Regions from separate parts of the Mus musculus genome. Here all the other regions are linked to region 3. Evidence: chromatin contacts called from public Hi-C, promoter capture Hi-C and targeted proximity ligation data. All regions are on one chromosome and are shown on one strand. The core of a region is the stretch at or near the end of the contact, and the rest is flanking DNA. Distances in the headings are between cores, read along the strand shown. Region 1 holds the start of Ffar4 (free fatty acid receptor 4). Region 2 holds the start of Hhex (hematopoietically expressed homeobox). Region 3 holds the start of Cyp26a1 (cytochrome P450, family 26, subfamily a, polypeptide 1). Region 4 overlaps Myof (myoferlin). Region 5 holds the start of Rbp4 (retinol binding protein 4, plasma). Region 6 holds the start of Cpeb3 (cytoplasmic polyadenylation element binding protein 3). Region 7 holds the start of 4931408D14Rik (RIKEN cDNA 4931408D14 gene).

Region 1 (2,700 bases), core at 126-2,625, 400 kb before region 3:
TCAGTACCAAACAAACACTCCCCTCTGTGAGTTGGGGGGGTTGATTTTTTTTTTTTTAAGATACCGTTTGTCAGGGTGTAGCCTTCATCCACCCTTGCCCTCAATTAAAAAAAAAAAAAAAAGCGATTGGTCTGTGGACACTGCCAACCCTGGAAGCCCTCCTCTGTGTTCGGAGGTTTGGGGGCTGAGGAGGGGGGTGAGTGGGGTTCACATAACCAGCATTTCTGGTCAGAGTATATGCGGGAACAGGAACCTTTCCCCCAGGGGACATCCCACTACTGTAGGATTTCTCCTTGAGACTGCTCTTCTAAGCAGGAGCCCAGCAATAAGGAAGATGCTGGGTGCCCCAGCTTCTTTGTCTGTTAAATAGATGCGATAATAACAGTAGCGTGACATTTGGAGAGAAAGCAGAAACTCTGTGAGAAGCCACCTCGCACCCTGTGTCCCACCTGGCTGTAAGCTCCCATTGCTTAATTAGCCTCATAATAGTCTCTGCAGTTTGCAAAAAGTCCGGGAAGGCCCCCTTAACACTTGTGAGGATTTACTTACCCACTTGGCACTGTGGGTAAACTGACGAAATTAAACTCCAGAGTATTGGGCACTGGGTCTGCCAAAAAGGATACAATTCCACCCACGACCTATTATTGTTACTAGTCACTATCCCCCACCCCCACCCCCGGCCCACGGCTTTGGTCAGATCCTTGCCTCCCACCAGCAGCCCGCCTGGATACTTGTTGCGTTGCACGCAGCCAGCGCTCACCTGGTCCCCGCCGGGAAGGCGCTGCGGGACCACGCGGAACAAGATGCAGAGGGGCAGCGCGGCGAGCGCCGAGTAACCCCATATGAAAGCCAGCAGTGCCGCCTGAGTCCGCCGCCCCGGGCCGCTCAAGCCGCGCCGGAGGCGCACGATGCACACCATGCGCTCCAGGCTGACCGCGGCCAGTGTGAGGATCGTGACGCTGCCGCTCATTGTCATCACGTAGAAGAGCAGGTGGCAGACGACGGGCCCCAACAGCCAGGCCTCAGTCCAGCGCACGACGAGCACTAGAGGGATGGCGCTGGTGAAGAGCAAATCCGCGCAGAAGAGGTTGAGCACCAGGCTGGCTGTCGCCCCACGGCGCCGACGGCGCGCCACCAGCACTAGAGCACACACGTTGCCCAGCAGTGAGACGACAAAGATGAGCCCCAGAACGGTGGTCTCCACGACGCTCAACACCAACCGGTGGTCGCCCTTGACATCCGAGAAGAAAGGGAAGTGGGTGCGATTGACTTGGTCCAGGGTGTGCGAGGGGCCAGGGCCCGTCGTCTGTGCACACTCAGGGGACATGCCGGGCGCCCGGCCGCCCGCCGCTGTCTGAGAGAGCGCTCATCTGCGAGGTAACTGAATGCCAAGGCGGGGAAAGAGGGAGGGAGGAGGTTGCGACACCTCCCCTCTGTCACCCTCCCGCCCGAGTTGCCCAGGCTCTGGGCGTAGGAGCTGCGTCCAGGGCGCACCGGAACGAGGAAGTGCCTGGCAACACTGGCCTGAACACCGTGGGTGGGAAGGTGGCCACCAAGGCAGAGACCTCAGACCCTTGGGCAGTCTAAGTGCTCTTAAGCCAGAAAATTAAAGAATCTCCGCCTCCCTGTCCCTGCCCCGCCCCCCCCCCCCCCCCCGCCCCCGAGGCCGCCTTCTTCATCTTTCATGGACACTGATTACTGAAATCCTACTTAAGCTAACCCTGATCGAAGAGTGTCAGAGTTGAACTTGGGAAATGGTGCGGACCAGTGTAGTTCAGACTGCTCTAAAGAAATCCCATAGGTAGGAGGTTGATCCCAAAACAACTTGTAATGGGCCAGTGTTTATCTGATTTGGGGGTGAGTTAATCTCCTTATATACCAGTTTGTTTGTTTGCGTTTGCAAAATAGGAAGAATTACTTTGCCTGAGAATTTGGTTCTTTGTGTAGAGCATACACCTAGTGTGAGGGAGGCCCTGGGTTTGATACTCAGCACGGAAGTGCAGGGAGGGGTGAGAGGGAGGATGAGGGGAGGGAGAGAGGTCAGGTGCACAGTCAAGCTTTGAAAGTGCCTCAGGCTCCCAGGGTGAGAGCACTTGACCTTCTGATTCTGTTAGAGAAGAAACCTGAGCCTCTGCGAGAATGACTTTGCTAAGGTGGCCTTTGGTGACTAATAGACGTTCCTGGACCCCTAGACTTCCTTCTTGCCATTAAACCACCCACCATTGCTTCTGGTTTCCTTTTCTAGAAAATGAGATAACTAGTCAGTTAAAAGTGTGTTTGGGGACTGAGATCTAAAGACCACTTCTCTAAGTACTCCAACCACCTAAGACCTCATGCCCTCTCCCTTTGCCACACCCCCAGGCCTCTCCTCCTGCCTATTCTGCCTGGTGGTTTGTCTCCAGGTATTTATGAAGAACAGCATGTGCCCGTTGAAGTTGACGGTGGTGCCTGGAAGCGCATGCATGTGCGCCTCTGCTTATCACCCGCATGTGACTCCAAGTACATGCTGTGACTTCTAACATGATGTGCAGATCCTATGTCAGTGGGAGAGAGGCACAGCTGGAGGTTTGGGTAGCTTCAAGTTGGAAAGTGGAACCAGTGGGGGCTGGGCACTGCTGGAAAAGCCAAAAAAAGAAAAAGAAAAAAAAAAAAAAGAGTGAAACGAAGGGGCCTCAGAGATGGGACTTTGGGAACTGTCTG
Region 2 (2,702 bases), core at 79-2,578, 260 kb after region 3:
CAAATTGCCAACGTGTAGCCCTTAGTATTTGTTCGGGGTCTGCACTTTCCTTCTCCAAATTGATGGTGGTGCGTCTGTCCGTCCGTCCGTCCCTATGTCCACAGACCTACACCTAAACATTTTGAAAGTTGGCATTGTTTTTTTTTCCCCCCGAGATTTTGCTTGCGTCAGGCTTCAGACTTGGTGCAAAACAGCCTCCAAAGATGGGGGTGGGGGGTGGCGGGAGAGGCAGAGAGGAAGCAACTGGTTATTTTAGCTGCCATAAAGTCACATCCCACACAGAGGAAATGAACAATATCAGAAAAACGGATCCTGGCTATCAGACGTCGAGTGTTTCCTGAATTTGTCTGTATTGAGGATGTCGATAAAATAATCAGCAGCGTGCACTACTCCGGGGGAAGGGTCTGCTTCATGCAGCCAGGAAAACACTTAACAGCTTCAGAAACCAGATTTACTCCTATCGAGAACTCAAGATTTCCTGTATGAACGGAAAGGGTCAGGCTCCTTCACTGCACAAGCTTGTTGAACCAAGCCCAGCCCAGGAACCGCCCGGGCAGGCAGCTCTCCCTGCCCTGCAGGGGCCAGGCTCAGGGCGCCCCGACGTCCTCTTCTCCGGGCCGCTCGCTAAGGGAGTCCCCCACCCACCCCGGGGCGACACGCGTGGCCAGGGCCGCCCTCCTCCACCTCCCCGGGAGCCCCAGGTCTCTCCCGACTACGCTTGCCCCGACGTCTGCAAGGTGCAGGAAAAGCAATCTGAGTCGCCGAGCTTCCCAGTACCGGGGCCCCGCATGCACCCGCGAGCCGCTCGCTCCGAGAGCTCGCCGCAACTTTTCCACTGCGCTTCCCGTCCGTCCGCCCCTGCCGCCTCCCGCGCGCTGCCACCCGCCGGGAGCGCCTTCCTCACGGACGCCCTCACTCGGCCCCGGCCGCCTTACCCAGGGGGTCGTGGCGGAGTAGGGCGTGCGTGTAGTCGTTCACCGTCCGCGGGAACGGGTACAGAGGGCCTCCGAAGCCACTGGGGCCGTAGGCGGCGGCCAGCGCGGCGGCCGGGTGGTGCGAGAAGGCGGGGTGGACCGGCGTGGGCTCGTACACCGGGGTCCGGTAGGAGGACACGAGGCTGGTGAAGGAGGAGTTGGGGGACGGCAGCGTGGGAGTGGGCGTGGGGGCGGCGGGCCCGCGACCCAAGATGTCGTCGATGTAGAAGGGCGTCGGGTGAGCGGGCTGCAGCAGCGGCGTGGGCGCATACAGCGGGACTCCCACGGCGGGCGCAGCCGCGGGCCCCGGGTGCGGGAACTGCATGGCCGCTCCGCAGCCCCTCGCAGAGAGCTGCCGGCCGGCGGCGCCGCGCTACATTTATTTGCGCTCTGCGCTCCAGGCGATAGGCTCGGGCAGCCGCGGGGTGGGGCCGCGCTCGGTCCCCTTCCTGCCGCCAGGCCCTGCGGCCAATGGCGCTGGCTTCAGATTCGCCTCCGCCCCCCACTAACCCCCGCGCCGATCCGCCCCCACCGGCCCAGCTCCCGCCCCCGAGACGCACGGGCTGTGGGGCTCCGGGGACCCTCCGCCAGGGTGTTCCTGCGCCGCAGGCGCCCCCAGAGGTTCCAGGCACCTAGCGAGCGACTGCGACCGTCGAAGAGGAGGTCACAAGACGTGCGCCGCGGGGCGCGGATCCTGACGGGATGGCGCCACTGCTGAAACTCGGGCAGCCTCTGGAACCTGGAGAAGCGATGGGACTCTGCGGGCCAGGAGGCCGCCGGCAGGATGGCACCTTCGGGCGGCCAGAAGGCTGCGCTTCTTGGGGTAACGGTGGCACTGTCTAGAACGGGGGACCTCCGCAGCTCGGCGCTCCAAGGAGAAGACCCAAGCCGTTGGCTGCGTCCTAGTCCCAGACGGGTACTGACAGCGAGGCTGCAGGTGTTCCAGACCTATTTGAGGACCCCCTAGCTCGGCCACCTCCCTGGATGCTAACGGAATCTGCTCCAGACCGGTATCAAGATAGAACCTTAATCGTATGGCGCAGGACAGAGGCTATGCAGTGTTCTTCGATCCAATGGGGGTGGGAGGTGCTCCTGGACCTCTGTCCCCAGGCCCTGAAGGACACAGCTGCGCTTAGCCGGCCTCTGAGGTTTTACACGTGTTTTCTATTCAAAGCCGTGGTGCGCTGCTCAGTGTGGCCTCAGCTCTGTGCGGCTTCACTCGCCTCTGGGGCAAAGGGGCATTTTCTTGATTGACGCCCTCCTGGGGTGACCACACCTTGAGTTGGGCAGTTTCTGCTAAGGACTTCTATTAGTAGAAAAACTCCCTGGCTTTTTTTTTTCAACTGAGATATTTAGTTTTATCCTTTGGAATTAATCTTCAGCTGCAGTGGGACTGAAGGCGAAATAGCCAGAGGACCTGGGTCCGAGTTTCACTTCACACCTTATTTTCTTGAGCAACTACTGTGTGTCATTAGCAAACGAGAGAGGCAGTCTCTGCCCTGGTGGAAGCAGGAAACGAACACAGTCACATCTACTAGGGAGAAATCGTGTGTAAGGGTCGAAACCTTAAGGAGCTCCAGCCCCTCCTTTCGGGTAAAGGAGAGAGTCACTTTGAAAAAGGAAAAGTCTTCCCAAAGGAAATAATGTTTGAAAGATAGGTAGGTGTCAAGGAGCCTAGGGTGTGAGTGACTCCAAGTCAGAAGAGCACTTGAGTTGAGTCTGTCAGTT
Region 3 (2,700 bases), core at 18-2,517:
TACCCGGTACAGGCCGCTAAAGGGCACGTCAATGGGAAGAGAGAAGAGATTGCGGGTCATCTCCTCGAAAGCCTCCACGAGCTGCTGCTCGTCCTCCCCGCCGCCCGCTGGACCCGGCTCGCAGCCCAGCAGGATGCGCATGGCGATGCGGAACATGAGGCGCTTCACCTCGGGGTAGACCAGGAGGCCGCGCTCGCCGCAGCTTAGCCACTGCTCCAGACAACTGCTGACTTCCTCAGCGATCACGGGCACGTAGCACTGGAGTGCCTCGCGGCTGAAGGCCTGCATAATCACCTGAGCACCCCCCAGGAGCAGAGAGTGTTACAATCCTCTACTTTCCCTCAGCCCCCCCCCCTTCGCCTTTCCGAGTACCCTTTCAAGAATTTCAGTCCCCCCAGGACTAACCCACGTGCTAGCAGAAAAGCTAAAGTGGATCTCAGATAGAGAGGGTCCTGGTCCCCACCACATAGGACTAGCCCTCGCCCCGCATCTATTTGCCTGAACCAAGCCATAGGATGAGGTCTCCCTGCCAGCCAAGGAGTTGCCAGCTCACCCTCACCTTCTTTCGCTGCTTGTGCGAGGAATCGTGCAGGTTGGAGAGGCAGCCAGCGCCCAGGATGGTGCGCACCGACGCGGGCCAGTGCACCGACACCAACCGGTGCTCTCCCAGCAAGATGCGCCGCACATTATCCGCGCCCATCACCCGCACCGTGGGCCGCCCAAACAGATGCGTCTTGTAGATGAAGCCGTATTTCCTGCGCTTCATCTGCAGAAACTTCCTCCGCTGAGAGGGAGGTGGAGGAGAGAGACCCGCAACCCGCATGAGGGGGCGCCGGGGAGCATCTGGTCTCCGTCTAGCCCCTCTTCCAAGCCGTGGTCGCCTCCCTCGCGAGGACACTTATCCCACCTTCAGCCCAGGCCCAGAGCTGAGGCGGACTCCGGGGGAAGCGTCAGGTCCCTTCCCGAGCTCCCTTACCTGAAGCACCATCTGCAATGTTTCCCCAAAGAATGGGAAGCCCATGGTACCGGGGGGCAAGGGGAGGGCGCAGCTGCGATCGCGGCTGCTCACACAGTACAGGTCCCAGAGCTTGAGCGCCGCCAGGAAGAGCAGCAGCGGCAGCACGAAGGTGCAGAGCGCACTGGCCAGCAGCGCCGGGAGCCCCATGGCACGCTTCAGCCTCCCGCGCCACCTGCCGCCGCCGCCCTAGCTCCGAACCCCGCCGCGCGCCCTCTTTATAAGGCCGCCCAGGTTACTGCCCACGTTACCTTGGTCAGACAAATTAGTTCACCCAAAGTTCATCTTTAATTGCGGATCGGGCCCCTGGCTCCTCCCCCCTCGAGGCGCTGCCCAAAAAAATCTTTAACCGTTTGTTCCGCGCCGAGGCAGAGGCGGCGCACTGGCGGCTTCCCTCTGAGCGCGCCTCCTGGGGGTGCGGGACTAGGAACACCTCTTTCCTTGTCCTAGGTGTGCAGAGCTCCGAGTTACCACGGTGCGGCTTCGGGCGGGGGAGGGGGCGGGGGGAGTGGGTTGTGGATCGGGGTTCCAAGAAGTGGGAATTTGGAGTCCTGGGTTTCCTAGCTGTCTCTCTGCTGTCCCTCGAGCCGGGTCGAACCAGCTGCCCGAGCCCGAAGCCTTCCCAGCTCACCATTCACAGGCGCCTCGTGGGCTCTTTTCCATTGGCTTGGAAAGCGCGTTCAAGAATCATCGTTCAATGGACTTGACCCACCGGTTGAGTAAATGAGATTCCAAACGCTTCCTGATCTGGGAGGATCCCAAGAAGATCCCAGGGCGAGGGTCCTAGCCGGTCTCGGAGGTCAAGTATGACTGGCGGATCGTGGACGCTAGCTTTCCAGGGCCCCACAGGCGAGCCAGCGCATGAAGACTTGGAAAATCCTGCTTTCGAGTTCAAAGCAAGTAAGCCTCCAGGTCTCTGGGACCCCCAGGTGCAGCCTTGCACATGCCTGACTCCCTTCTCTAAGCCCTGGTGGGGTACTAAGGAGACCAGAGGCTCCAAAGTCAACCTCCACTGTAGTAATACCGCCAAGCCGGCCCAATTCCTATAGCCCTGGGGCTTGCAACCTCAGCCAAGCGGCCGGGAAGAGGGCCCCCAGTCCAGGCAGATATGGGGAGGAATACAGGGAGGAAACCCCCCTTTCCACCTTGGCTCGCCTGTATCTTGGGTGAGTCACCAGGCTGTCTGTTTCTCTTAGGACAAAGTTGATCGTTTCCACTTCGTCTACACCACAAGGCAGCTGTGAGTTCGCTAATAGAGTGGTCTGGTTTCAGGGTTCTAGAACCTTCCCTCTACTCTCCCAGATCCCATCCACTGTAAAGCCACGGAGCCTGGTAAGAGGGTTGTTTGGACCTATGCTTCTGGCACAGGCCATTGGGAACGTTATGGGAATCCACTGGGGGTTGACTGTGAAACTTCAATCGTCAGCTCCTTCAGTCAATAACTAACGGGCACAGGGGAACTGCGTGGTGCGTGTGCGCGCGCGCGCGCGCGCGCACACACACACACACACACACACACACAAGGCTTCTCATGTCCTCCCGCCACAAAGCTTTGGCCAGTCAGCACCACACATTGCCTTGATTTGGGCACTGAATGCACCAGTGGCGCGGAAAACTAACAGAATGACGTGTGTTTGTTTAGAACTGAACATGGGCTCTAGCGAAAACACACCCGCAGCCCTTGG
Region 4 (2,700 bases), core at 123-2,622, 330 kb before region 3:
ATATACCGAATAGAATAAATATTTGCCTGTGGCTACTGATAAGAAAATATTTTTCTTCTTTTTCTTTCTTTTTTTTTTTTGGACTGATGTGTTTATGTTTGAGAGTAGGATTTTGGTAAAATACAATGTATTTACCTTTTGATACAAATCAGAACCTCCGCCTTGGAAGAGATCAGCTGAGTTTCTCCAGAAGGGGAGGAGCTGGCGCTCATTCTTTCCTTTTTCCTGGTTTGCTGGGAAGTTAGGAGAGGGCCTGGGTTACATATAAGGTCTTTGAATCAGACTATGCCTGGCTAGAGGGCGTCTTCCTAGCTCTGTGATCTTGGATAGAGTTCATGAAAGGACACAATAAAAGCCCAGCGATGCCTGGCTCTCACGGAGCCTGTCTCCCACCCCAAGGTGACGCCTTCAGCATGTGTGTCATGTGAGCAGCCTGGAATCTACTGAAGTTCCAGGTGAATGCCTCCACCTGGGCTGTGGTCAGCCACCGGCCTTCTGTTCTGCTTCACAGGCATCCTTTGTTCTCAGCATCTGCCCTGGTCACGTGCTCAGCAGCATACGTTCGATGTTTTGGGGTAGCTTGGTTTTCCTTGGCAGATTACTAACTTCTGAAAAGTCTTTCAGGCTGGCTTCTAACACCTTAGTTCCTTCATTGGCTTGTACCAGCCAGATGAAGGTTAGCGTGGAATCCAAGGCTTTGCATCATGTCTAGCCATAGCCGTCCCACACAGTTTTTACCTCCTTTCTTGGCCCTTTGCCTCCAGGCAACTGTGCTGTGACTGATGCCCACCCCCTAGCTGGCCTTGCCACTTCTTCAAGAGAGCAGTCCTTCAATTCCACCTTGTCAATCAACCTTGACTTTGCCTCTTCTTCCTCTGTGAGGTCTTTTCCAGTACCCAAACTTGACATCACCTTTCTTCCCCTCCCCCCGAATTTGCATGTTCTGTATTCCTCCAATGGCAACTAAAATCACCCTTTTCTAGTTAAGTACCTCTTGACACACCCTCACTAGACCACTTGAGGACCAAGAGCTCTTACAGGCAAGTGATCATGTATCTCTCTCAGTGTTCAGCTCTCTCACGTGTCATGCCTGGCACGTGGTAGTTTTAAAAATATTTGTTATGTGGAGGATTGAAGGCATTCATAAAGTTTGTGAAAGATCTCCCTTAGAAGACCATGGCTATGAGGTGGCTTAGCCTGAGCCGGCCGGTTACTTCTCCCATTATTTCTCTTCCCCTAGGAGGGAAGCTTACAAAAGAAAGCCAGCTGGATCATGTGATGCCCACTCCAGTGGAAAAGTTAATGCTTAGCAGAGTGAGGGTCATGACTCACAGTGTTGCTATGCTGAGGTCTTGGAAGAATGAGGTAGTTAGTCGTCCGTCTCTCCTCCCCCCCCCCCCCCCCCCCCGTCCTCCCCCAAGCAGACTGTGTTCTGGGAGAAGAAGAGATGTGGCAAGCAGTTGAACAAAACCCACCACCTCCCACATTCCTCAGCAGCAGAGCAGTGGTCAGGCATGGCTCAAAGTGTGGCTGCCAATGTGCCCCTGCCTGCACTGTCACCGGAGCCCCTCCACTCATTGACTGGGTGATTTTGACTACGTCGTTTAACCCCATTCACCTTGGCTGTAAAGGGGAGGTGACAATAGTAATAATAAAAATTACACTGCTGACGAGGGATGAGGTGGTGCTTTCAATGCATACAGTCGTCAGAGGCAAGCTCTTATTTTGGTATCCATTGGAGGATAGGGACAGGGACCTGAAGGAAAGCCATGGGCACTGGCTGCACTCATCTATCTTCTCCTCTAGGTAGATGGACTGTCCAGGCTCAGACACAGAGAAAAAAGACCTTAGGTCTCACAAGATGGTCCAGGAGTGCAGGGAACCCCCACGTTCTCCACTGGTGCTAGCAGAACTCCTCTCTGGATGAGGGTGTGGATGAGGCTTTGAGAGGGAGCCCAGCTTAGCTGCTAAGCTGTGGTGTTGTCTTACCAACTTTGGAGCAAAGAGGGCTTCAGAGTCGAAATCTCAGGTTTCCATCAGGCCACGTGTGAGCGATTTGCCCATGTTGTACCCTCAGTGTACACATCTGTAAAATGGCTACCCCAGACTCTCAAAGGTCAGTCCCCTTGAATTCTTTCAGCAGCAAGATAGAGATGCCAGTTGGAAGCCTGTGGGAGAGAGAGGGGAACTGAACAGCACGACCATGATGGTGGATTCTTATCCCTTGTAGATCTCGAGGTGGAGGAAATGTTTTGAGAACCCAAATGGTATTCCCTTTGTAAACCTGACTCAGGTGTCCCCCGCAGCTGGCAGACAAAGGGGTAAATGAGTGGCATAGGAGGCTCTGAGAAACGGCTTTTAGGGGAATCAAATGGATGGTACAAGATCTTTAGTGACTTCTAGTTGATTGAATCTCTTGCTTTTCTTTTTTTATTTGCAGATGAGAAAAAGAAAACAAAGAAAGTTGATAATGAACTCAACCCTGTCTGGAATGAGGTGATTTTATCGATACTGTTTCTTCTTACAATTATAGACGAGCATGCACTCATATCATTCAACTCAAAAGTATTTTCATGGCTGTGTAATATTCTACTGAAGGGAAATCATGTAGCTTCTTTACACTGACCCCTCCCCCCATAAACACACACACACACACCACACCCACACCCACACCACACCCACACACACACCCACACCACA
Region 5 (2,700 bases), core at 56-2,555, 430 kb before region 3:
GCAGGTGAATGTCCAAAAGCTCACAGGAAGCTGAAGGAGGCCGCAGGTATCTCTGCAAGGTTGCCAGGCATGGCTAAGGTGCTTGTTGAAAGAAATGGCAACTTAGTTCTTTCTGTGGCGTCTCTGTCTCTCCTCCTTTCCCCATCTCCTCTTATATAGCTATGGCAGAGTGGTCAATGTACTCTCATATGCTCAGACTTTGGGCAATGGAGACACAAATACTTTCTCGTCAAAAAAAATTTTTTTTTTTCCCACTAAATCTCATTTGGTCGAAATCTTCCTCCTTTTAACTGCTAGGTTCAGTTTGACAGATCGCAAACTCCAAATACAGAGGGAAATGTAGAGTTATATCGTGCCATAGGCAAAAAAAAAAAAAAAAAAAAAAAAAAAAAAAAAAAAAAAAAAAAAAAATCAACCCTTCAACAGCTTTTTTTGGCTACTACCATTAAGGTTATGGAATTCTTTCCCTCTCCTTTTTCTCTTCCTGAGCCAGTTTTCCTCGCTGTTCTGGAAATAAATAAATCCTAATATGGCTTAGAAATAAAAATGCATGGTAAACACTTGGCAATTATGTTTTTCAGTGTGGTTTCAGGGGAGTGTGGCAAGAGAAGTGGACGATCAACCACTCGGCCATTGGCGCTGAGAAAATATTTCCTGTCCTGACCAGGTTGCGTTTCTAGAGAATATTTAACAGGGAGCGGTTTAGTCCTTCTAAAGATGATGAAATGAAAGAATAAATATTGACCCAAACAGCACCACAACTCATCAAAGAGTAAAATATGCCCTTTCTCAAAGGGGGAAAAAAAAACAGCCAAAATATGCCAAAAAGCTTCTCACAACAGCTCCTCAGTAGAAGCAGGGGCCACTTGGGAAAGCCAGGGCCTGGACGCTAATGTTCCAGGCTACATCATAGGTCCCTTTTCGCTCAGTGAGGCCACCATCACCACACCATGGCCACGTAGGCCTCCAGCCAGGGCAACAGGACCTGGAGGCCACCCAAGACTGCAGCTGGCTGCCGCTGGGTCCCCGGGCCAGCTCTTGGCCCCGATGGATCCTCTGGGCTGGAGAGTTTGGCTCCACCGAGACCACCCTGAGCGGAGCTCGGAGCATAGGCGACGTGGGACGGCAAGGCTGACGGAGGGGCCCCGCGTGCGTTCAGGAGTGAGTCAGGGAGCGTTATGCAAGCTCGGCCGCCCCCCCCCCTCCCGCCCCCGGCACCTCCCCGCGGTCTTTCACCCCGCGCGGTTACGAAAGCGCGACCCCCTCCCCCCGGAGCTATAAAGGACCGACGGCCGCTCGGCTCCGTCGCTCCACGCGCGCGCGAACGCGGCGGCCAGGCTTGCACGCGGCTCCTGCTGGTGAGCCGCCGCGCGCTCCCCCGGGGACCTGCAGGGCGGGGTGGGGCGGGAGGGGGCGACGGGCGGCCTCGGTCCTCCGGCCCCGCGTTTACCCTGCGCCTGTCCCGCAGGGCAGACTCCGGGGTGAGATGGAGTGGGTGTGGGCGCTCGTGCTGCTGGCGGCTCTGGGAGGCGGCAGCGCCGAGCGCGACTGCAGGGTGAGCAGCTTCCGAGTCAAGGAGAACTTCGACAAGGCTCGTGTAGGTATCAGCCCGGGTTCCCCGATTCCTGCGGGTCAGAGGTGGAGCCCAGACTCCAGTCCCTAGCTCTCTCATCTCTTTCTCAGTTCTCTGGGCTCTGGTATGCCATCGCCAAAAAGGACCCCGAGGGTCTCTTTTTGCAAGACAACATCATCGCTGAGTTTTCTGTGGACGAGAAGGGTCATATGAGCGCCACAGCCAAGGGACGAGTCCGTCTTCTGAGGTCAGTGGCCTCTGGTGGGCTGTGTGCGGCGTTCCAAAGTGCCTCCCACCTTGCCTTTGGCTCCCTGGGAGCCCAACCCTCACTGGGATGGGAAAAGAGTACCTTGGATGAGGTAGAAGCCCTTTCCTGGCTTGGCTCAGGATTCTCTTGGCTTTTGCAGCAACTGGGAAGTGTGTGCAGACATGGTGGGCACTTTCACAGACACTGAAGATCCTGCCAAGTTCAAGATGAAGTACTGGGGTGTAGCCTCCTTTCTCCAGCGAGGAAGTGAGTAGTGGGGCATACATGGCCAAATCACTGCGTTTCTGTTCAGCGGCACCGTTGGGAAGGGCTTCGAGAGGCAGAACCCTCAGCCCTGTCTGAATTTAGGGGATGTGGGATTAGAAGCGACTGGATTCTCAGCCTAAAATACCTAATCCAAGTTCGGAAGGGCCTTTGGGCTTATCGGGTACCATTTCCCTGATCATCCACTGTGACTTACTTCACGCTGTCTCACACATTACCACTCCACTCTGTCTCTTGGAGTGGAATCTCTGAGACAGTAGGACAATCTGGAACATCGGCAGAGCTAGAGACCGATATCCAAGAGGAGGGAACTATGTGTCTGAGCTGGGTCACAGCCCAGGCCCCTCCCGGTGGACTCCCAGCCAGGCAGTGTTCTGGAAGCAATAGTCTCCTTTCCTTAAATACTCATATGCAAGGCAGGATTTTGAGAACTCCCAACAAAGTTCCCTAAAGTTTGGGATTCTTCTCAGGACACACAATTGACATGTTCTTTGACTCCCCCAGCCCATTTCACTTAAATTATAGATCCGAAAGCTACTTGATAACTAAGGAATAATTTAGGGTGGGAAGAAGTATTGTGAGATCTCAGAAAGAA
Region 6 (2,700 bases), core at 131-2,630, 490 kb after region 3:
GGGCCTTCATTTAATAAGTTTCAAAGCTGAATCTTAAGTGCATTGAGAGCATCACCTGCTGAAGTGGGTGGCCAGTTAGTCTATTTAGAGTTGCAAGCAACCTCAAACATTATGAATTAGATCGACCAATTGGTCAGAACAGCAAGCAGCTGCCTTGGTGAAAAGGTGGATTTAATTTAGTTTCCAAAAACTCACTGGCTGGAATTTAAACGGCAGAGGGCAGTGCTGTAGACTTTCTCAAAGAGTTTTAGTGGCTGGAGACCCCAGGAATGGGCAACTGGTCCCAGTACAAGCCCAAACGTGTCTGGGAACTTAGCGATCGTCAAGTGTGCTACGTGTTCAATGTTGCATGCTTGTGGCTGTTTTCCATAACCTCTACTCTAGTGTGACCGACCGTTAAGGCTCCCTTGTGGATATTCTGACCTTACGGTTTGGGGGTAGGGATGGGATTGGGGGAGGGTGGTGGGGGAGTTGGAAAGAGAAACGAAACCCAGGCTTTAAAAGAAGGAATGCCTATCCTTGCATTGTGAAAGTGCAAGGGACCAGTCTCCAGAATGACAATCGGGTACTTCCCAGTGGCGTCGCTGTCAACCCCTTTACTACATTGTCCGGGGAGGAGGGGGAGAAATAGAAACTAATACTATGGGTTAACAATAGCGCCTCTTCACCTCAAAAAACAAAACAAAACAACAACCAAAAAAAAAAAACCCAAACAGGCTGGCGGCCAAAGTAGACCTCCCTCCTTTAACTAAGTTTCAAAGTCTACGACCCTGACCTCTCGCCCGCTCTTCTCCCCAGTGCCACCTCCAAACTCAGAGCCCTTTTCCCGGCCTCCGGGCCGTGGAACTCTCGGCGGACGCCAGGATCCCCGCTCTCGGGGCCTCGAGGCCAGCATGGGCAGGCCCAGGACGAAGGCCGGCAGTTCCCGGCCCCACGTTGCTCCTACCTGTCCAGCATCTGTTGAAGGGCTTGGTCCGGCATCTTCCGCGGAGCCGGCGAGCTCGGCCCTCGCCCGCAGCCCCGCTCAGGGCCAGGCCCCGGGACAATAGCACTGAGAGGCGGCGGAGTAGGCCTCAGTCCCGCGGCGGCCGCGGACCCGCCACACAGCCTCCCGGCGTGGCTCCCAGAGGCCCGCGGTGGCGCTGCGCGGCCGGCGGGCGACCGCAGAGGGCGGCGGGGAGTGAGGAGGAGGAGCCTGGGGCCGGGAGGCGGCGGTCGCGGCCCGGGTTCCTGCCGGTCCGCCCAGGGTTCCGGTCCATGGACCGCCGGGGCGCCGAGCTGCTGCCGGCGGAGGAGCTACCTCTGTGAGGTAAGAGTCGCCGCCTCCGTGCGCGCCGGGGTCACGACGCAGGGGCGGCTCGGAGCAGCCTGGGAGATGTAGTCCTCGGACCGTCCCCGCTAGAGGCTGCACAGCCCGCCGGGACCCCCGCCGCCGTGCCCGCCGCCGCCGGGCCGGCGCCCTCCCGTTTCCTTCCTCCAGGGGGAAAAAAAAATGTCCTTCGGGCCGCTGTCCGGGAAGCGGCAGCATGTGGCGCTCCGCTGTCAGTAGCAACAAGGTCAGCGCCCCTTCTCCGCGTCTTGTCCCCTCAGCTCTCGCGCTCAGGTGGGACAGAGCCAGGTGAGGGGTGGCGGCGTGGAGGGCCAGTTTCTGGGCCGGGTCAAGTACGCCGGGCCGCGGCGGCGCGAGGCCGGGCGCTCGGGTCAGCCTCGGCCGCGTCAGAGCCCATCTTCGGGGAGGGACAAGTGGCTTAGTGCGGGGCTGCTCTGGAGGGGCGTGTGGGTAACCCGACTGTTCGCACCGGCGCCTCTGTGTGTGTGTTGGGGACATAGGAGAGCATGGGGGGTGGGACGCGAGCAACCACTTTGCCTGTCCAGGAACCTTCTCGGTTCTGGTGCTGTCGCCCAGCCTTCGAGGGCTTGCGGGCAGCCTCCAAAGGGGACACGCTGCTGAATAAACAGCCCTTGCTTGCTCAGCTGTGGGTTGTCAGGAGTGTTTGTTTCTTTCCGCAGCTGGTCACCGTTAACCATTCCTAAGGCTCCTTGACACTTCTAAGCAGGTGGATCCCGGCCGAGGGATCAAAAAGGGAAGAAGTGACAAATCACGCCTCTGTCTTCTCTGACGCCGGAAGGGATAGCTTTGGAGGGGGGAAACGAGCTGTTGTTGACTTAAACCGATGCGTAATTTGGACGACCTGTGGCATTGTTTAGCGCTGTGATTGGTGGGATGTTTTGCTAGTTTTCCGTTGGTTGTGCCTACGGTTTTTTGGTTTTTTGTTTTTTTTTTTTAAACTTCTACAAAACGTTTGCTATTTCTTTAAATGAAAATGTTTCTTTAAATTTGAGCCTGGAGTGGTTTCTCAGGCCTATAATTCCAGACTTGGAAGACTGAGACAGAAGGATTACCTGGTCTGTATAATGAATTCCAGAGTAGCCTAGGCTAAATAAATAAATAAATAAATAATCAATCAATCAATTAATCAAGGATATGGTAGGCGTCCAATCCCGTAACCCCAGCACAGGAGAGGAGGAGGCAGAAGGATTAGGAGTTCAAGGTCAACCTCTAACTCTAATTAGTTTGACTCTGTCTCAAAAGGACAAACAAAAAGCTGCATAGGCATGGCCAGCAGATCTGGGAGGGTCTTCACAAATTCAAAATCAGTTCGGGTTACAGAGAGAGACCCTATCCCACAACAGTAACCA
Region 7 (2,700 bases), core at 64-2,563, 430 kb after region 3:
GCTCAGTGGGTAAGAGCACCCAACTGTTCTTCCGAAGGTCCAGAGTTCAAATCCCAGCAACCACATGGTGGCTCACAGCCATCTGTAACAAGATCTGACGCCCTCTTCTGGAGTGTCTGAAGACAGCTACAGTGTACTTACATATAATAAATAAATAAATCTTAAAAAAAAAATATTCAGGTTTCTCTTGAGACATCTTTGACCTATGTGACATTTAGAAATAAATTCATTTTGGTTTGTTTTGGGTGGTGATGTGCCTTTTGTTTTTTGCAATTCTAAGATGGTAAGCCTAGTCTAGTATGACCTTGGACTTTGTGGACTCAAAAAAAAAAAAAATCCTCCTACCTCTGCTGGCAAGTATTTGGGTCTAACAGCATGTGTCACCAGTTTAGAAATATAGCGTGCATTTGTCAAATATTTAGAGGTTTCCCGGCAATGTTTCCACTATTCTTAGTTTAATTTCACTCAACTCCAAGATCATGCATTTGTTTGCTTCCAGATAGTGGCTTGCTAGAGGCCAAGCTTCTAGCTCACAGTCCTGAGTGCTGGGATGAGAGGTGAGTGTTATCATGCCAGATGCCGACGCCTATTTTCTAGGGCTTTTGTTTTTAAGCTTGTTTAAGTGTGGTTTTCAGTCTGGAATGTAACCTCAGCGAATATTTTATCTGAATTTGAGAGTGATGTTCACCCATACTTGTCGGATGAGTGTTCTTCAAATGTCAACAGATCCAGATGACTAACGGCACCGGCTAGGACTGGCTAGGTTCCACTTGGCTTTGTGCATTTTCTCTCTGATAGGTCGATTACTGTCTGGTGCGTTGCTGGAGTATTGAGCGCTAATGGATTGAGCCTTTTTTGTGTTTTTGTTAAATGGTTTTCTGTTCCCTTGGCTATTTTGACTCCCTGCTGTTCAGCTTGATCATATTAATGACTGTAGGTCTTTTTGGACAATAGACTGCGTTTGTTTTGTGTGGTGCTCCTTTTTGCCCCTGGTCGTTTTCCTTGCACCAGCTGGCTCTGTGCCTGGAAGCTCGGAGCTTGCTCTCTTTGAGTCCTATCCCTGAAGTCGCCCATCCTCTGGGAGGCAGACAGACATCTTCAGCCTCTGAGGCTGATTTACAAACAAGAGTTGGATCCACAGAACAGCAGCCCGGAACTAGGGGCAAGGGTCACATGTCCAGTCAGAAAGAACGCCCTCCTTCACCCAAATTGCTCAAAACTGTTGTTGGCTCTTCTTCAAAACTCTTGATGTTTGGCAATACCGTGTGCACTTTGACCATAGCGTCCAGTGCCTTGTTGAGCAGTTTTCAGTAGACTTTCGCTTTGCACAAACATCTTCTCTGAGTGATCCAACACCTCCTGCAGCTCTGGCAAACTCTGGGTCAGCCCGGAGTCCCTCGAAGCTGGAGCTGAGGTCAGAGAAGCCCAGGACAGCCACGAAGCTGTGGGTCCTCGCGCCTAACAACCACGGTTAAGGATTCTGATACGTTACCAAACCGCCACCCAGAAAGGAATTGCAATGTGGACTTCTACAAGAAATCAGAAACAGTAAAGGTAGCCTGAAAGCCACACCGAAATTACCTGCTACCATCCAGGATGCTGAGCAGACAAGGGTTTGTGGGAATGGGGCGTGGCTAGGCGCCTAGGCACTTATGGATTCTCTTCTTTTCAGAACAGCCTTGCTGCCTGCAGGGGTGACTGAGGCCCTGAAGTCCAGAGCTTTGCTGAGTCGTCACTTGGGAGAGTAAATCTCCAATGGTCTGCCCGTGCAGTGAGCATTGTAACCTGTATCACTGTAAATCTTATTTGCAGTGAGTCCTTGTTCATCCCTTCAGTGTGTGTGTGGGGGGGGGGGGCTGGGGGGGGGCGAGGGAGGGCGGCAGAAGTCGTCCTTGGATATTATTTTCCAGGAGCTATCTATCTTGCTCTTGAAACGGTGCTCACAAAGAAGGATAGGCTGGCTGGCCACCAAAGCCTAGGGACTGTCCTGCCTTTGCCTTGCCCGCACTGGGGTTACAAGTGTGTGCTACCAGGCCTGATTTGTGTGTGTGCTAGGGATCAGACATGAATTCTCAATTGACTGACTGACTCCCTCCCCATTCTGCTGTTCAGAGCTTTTAAGTACTCAGCAGGGGAAAAAATTGCAGGTACACCTTGCTGACTTAACCTCTCTCTTTCAATTTCATAAATATATTTATTATTTAAATTGTGTATATGAGTGTGTATTGTGTATGTGTGTATAAAAAAAGAGTATGTGTATATGAGTGAGTATATGAGTAAATGCTTGTGTATGAGTGTGTATATATGTATGAGTATGAATGTATACTGTGTTATGAATATGTGAGAGTATGCATATGTAACTATACATATACACATATGAGTTAGTGTGTATGAATGTGTTATGTGTATTGTGAGTGTGTATATTTAACTATGTGCGTGTATATATATATATATATATATATATATATATATATATATATATATGAATGAGTATATTGTATGAATGAATGTGTATGTGTATGTGTGTACATGTGTATGTGAGAGAGTGTGTGTTTTCTTAAGCCTAAGTCATGTCTCTAACCTTTCTCTGCAGTAGCTTGCTATGTAGTCCAGACTGGTTTTGAATTCAAGGTGATCCTCCTGCCTCAGCTTCCCCAGTGATAGGATTACAGGATGAGGCACAAGGCCTGCCTACTCATT

What was found. Promoter capture Hi-C pulls out the DNA fragments that hold promoters and counts their contacts. Hi-C and Micro-C count contacts between places; a contact is called where the count stands out from the background.
Region 1: a contact with region 3 is called in a targeted proximity ligation map of embryonic stem cells, with 7 times the contacts expected there. A contact is called at or near these places in 3 of 39 promoter capture datasets (all in embryonic stem cells), 10 of 484 Hi-C or Micro-C datasets (all in embryonic stem cells), 9 of 130 datasets of targeted methods (embryonic stem cells, pancreatic cancer cells and stem cell-derived neural progenitor cells) and 1 of 9 other capture datasets (embryonic stem cells).
Region 2: a contact with region 3 is called in a Hi-C map of liver, with 2.8 times the contacts expected there. A contact is called at or near these places in 5 of 39 promoter capture datasets (cranial neural crest, embryonic stem cells, hippocampal neurons and 2 more), 12 of 484 Hi-C or Micro-C datasets (cranial neural crest, embryonic stem cells, liver and 2 more), 2 of 130 datasets of targeted methods (astrocytes and embryonic stem cells) and 1 of 9 other capture datasets (liver).
Region 4: a targeted proximity ligation map of pancreatic cancer cells shows a contact between it and region 3. A contact is called at or near these places in 13 of 39 promoter capture datasets (the HPC-7 cell line, HPC-7-derived erythroid cells, cranial neural crest and 10 more), 5 of 484 Hi-C or Micro-C datasets (embryonic stem cells, myeloid progenitors and pre-hematopoietic stem cells), 8 of 130 datasets of targeted methods (differentiating embryonic stem cells, embryonic stem cells, extraembryonic endoderm stem cells and 2 more) and 1 of 9 other capture datasets (liver).
Region 5: a promoter capture Hi-C map of embryonic stem cells shows a contact between it and region 3, with 22 read pairs. A contact is called at or near these places in 8 of 39 promoter capture datasets (the SN4741 cell line, embryonic stem cells, hippocampal neurons and 1 more), 5 of 484 Hi-C or Micro-C datasets (embryonic stem cells and liver) and 7 of 130 datasets of targeted methods (bone marrow-derived macrophages and embryonic stem cells).
Region 6: a contact with region 3 is called in a targeted proximity ligation map of pancreatic cancer cells. A contact is called at or near these places in 1 of 39 promoter capture datasets (liver) and 1 of 130 datasets of targeted methods (pancreatic cancer cells).
Region 7: a contact with region 3 is called in a Hi-C map of liver, with 3 times the contacts expected there. A contact is called at or near these places in 1 of 39 promoter capture datasets (liver), 1 of 484 Hi-C or Micro-C datasets (liver) and 1 of 130 datasets of targeted methods (pancreatic cancer cells).

What each region holds. Positions count from the first base shown.
Region 1 is chr19:38,095,754-38,098,453 of GRCm38.p6, reverse strand. Ffar4 (free fatty acid receptor 4) reads right to left here and starts at 1,375. Exons shown (of 3, transcript NM_181748.2): 1 at 761-1,375. The coding sequence starts at 1,327.
Region 2 is chr19:37,433,467-37,436,168 of GRCm38.p6, reverse strand. It overlaps Hhex (hematopoietically expressed homeobox), which reads right to left and starts at 1,328. Exons shown (of 4, transcript NM_008245.3): 1 at 936-1,328. The coding sequence starts at 1,299.
Region 3 is chr19:37,696,375-37,699,074 of GRCm38.p6, reverse strand. It overlaps Cyp26a1 (cytochrome P450, family 26, subfamily a, polypeptide 1), which reads right to left and starts at 1,267. Exons shown (of 7, transcript NM_007811.2): 1 at 977-1,267; 2 at 560-784; 3 at 4-294. The coding sequence starts at 1,165. It overlaps Gm32342 (a long non-coding RNA gene), which reads left to right and starts at 1,529. Exons shown (of 3, transcript XR_003952929.1): 1 at 1,529-1,915; 2 at 2,212-2,347.
Region 4 is chr19:38,024,138-38,026,837 of GRCm38.p6, reverse strand. Myof (myoferlin) reads left to right here. Exons shown (of 54, transcript NM_001302140.1): 2 at 2,441-2,496. Among named protein-coding and RNA genes, the nearest start is that of Gm52396, 9.8 kb to the right of the region's middle.
Region 5 is chr19:38,123,416-38,126,115 of GRCm38.p6, reverse strand. Rbp4 (retinol binding protein 4, plasma) reads left to right here and starts at 1,305. Exons shown (of 6, transcript NM_011255.3): 1 at 1,305-1,358; 2 at 1,469-1,597; 3 at 1,684-1,820; 4 at 1,981-2,087. The coding sequence starts at 1,487. It overlaps Gm32440 (a long non-coding RNA gene), which reads left to right. Exons shown (of 4, transcript XR_877843.2): 4 at 1-362.
Region 6 is chr19:37,206,151-37,208,850 of GRCm38.p6, reverse strand. It overlaps Cpeb3 (cytoplasmic polyadenylation element binding protein 3), which reads left to right and starts at 1,380. Exons shown (of 11, transcript NM_001290827.1): 1 at 1,380-1,556. Marchf5 (membrane associated ring-CH-type finger 5) reads right to left here and starts at 1,306. Exons shown (of 6, transcript NM_027314.3): 1 at 947-1,306. The coding sequence starts at 981.
Region 7 is chr19:37,262,708-37,265,407 of GRCm38.p6, reverse strand. 4931408D14Rik (RIKEN cDNA 4931408D14 gene) reads left to right here and starts at 1,313. Exons shown (of 3, transcript NR_040299.1): 1 at 1,313-1,554; 2 at 1,673-1,811.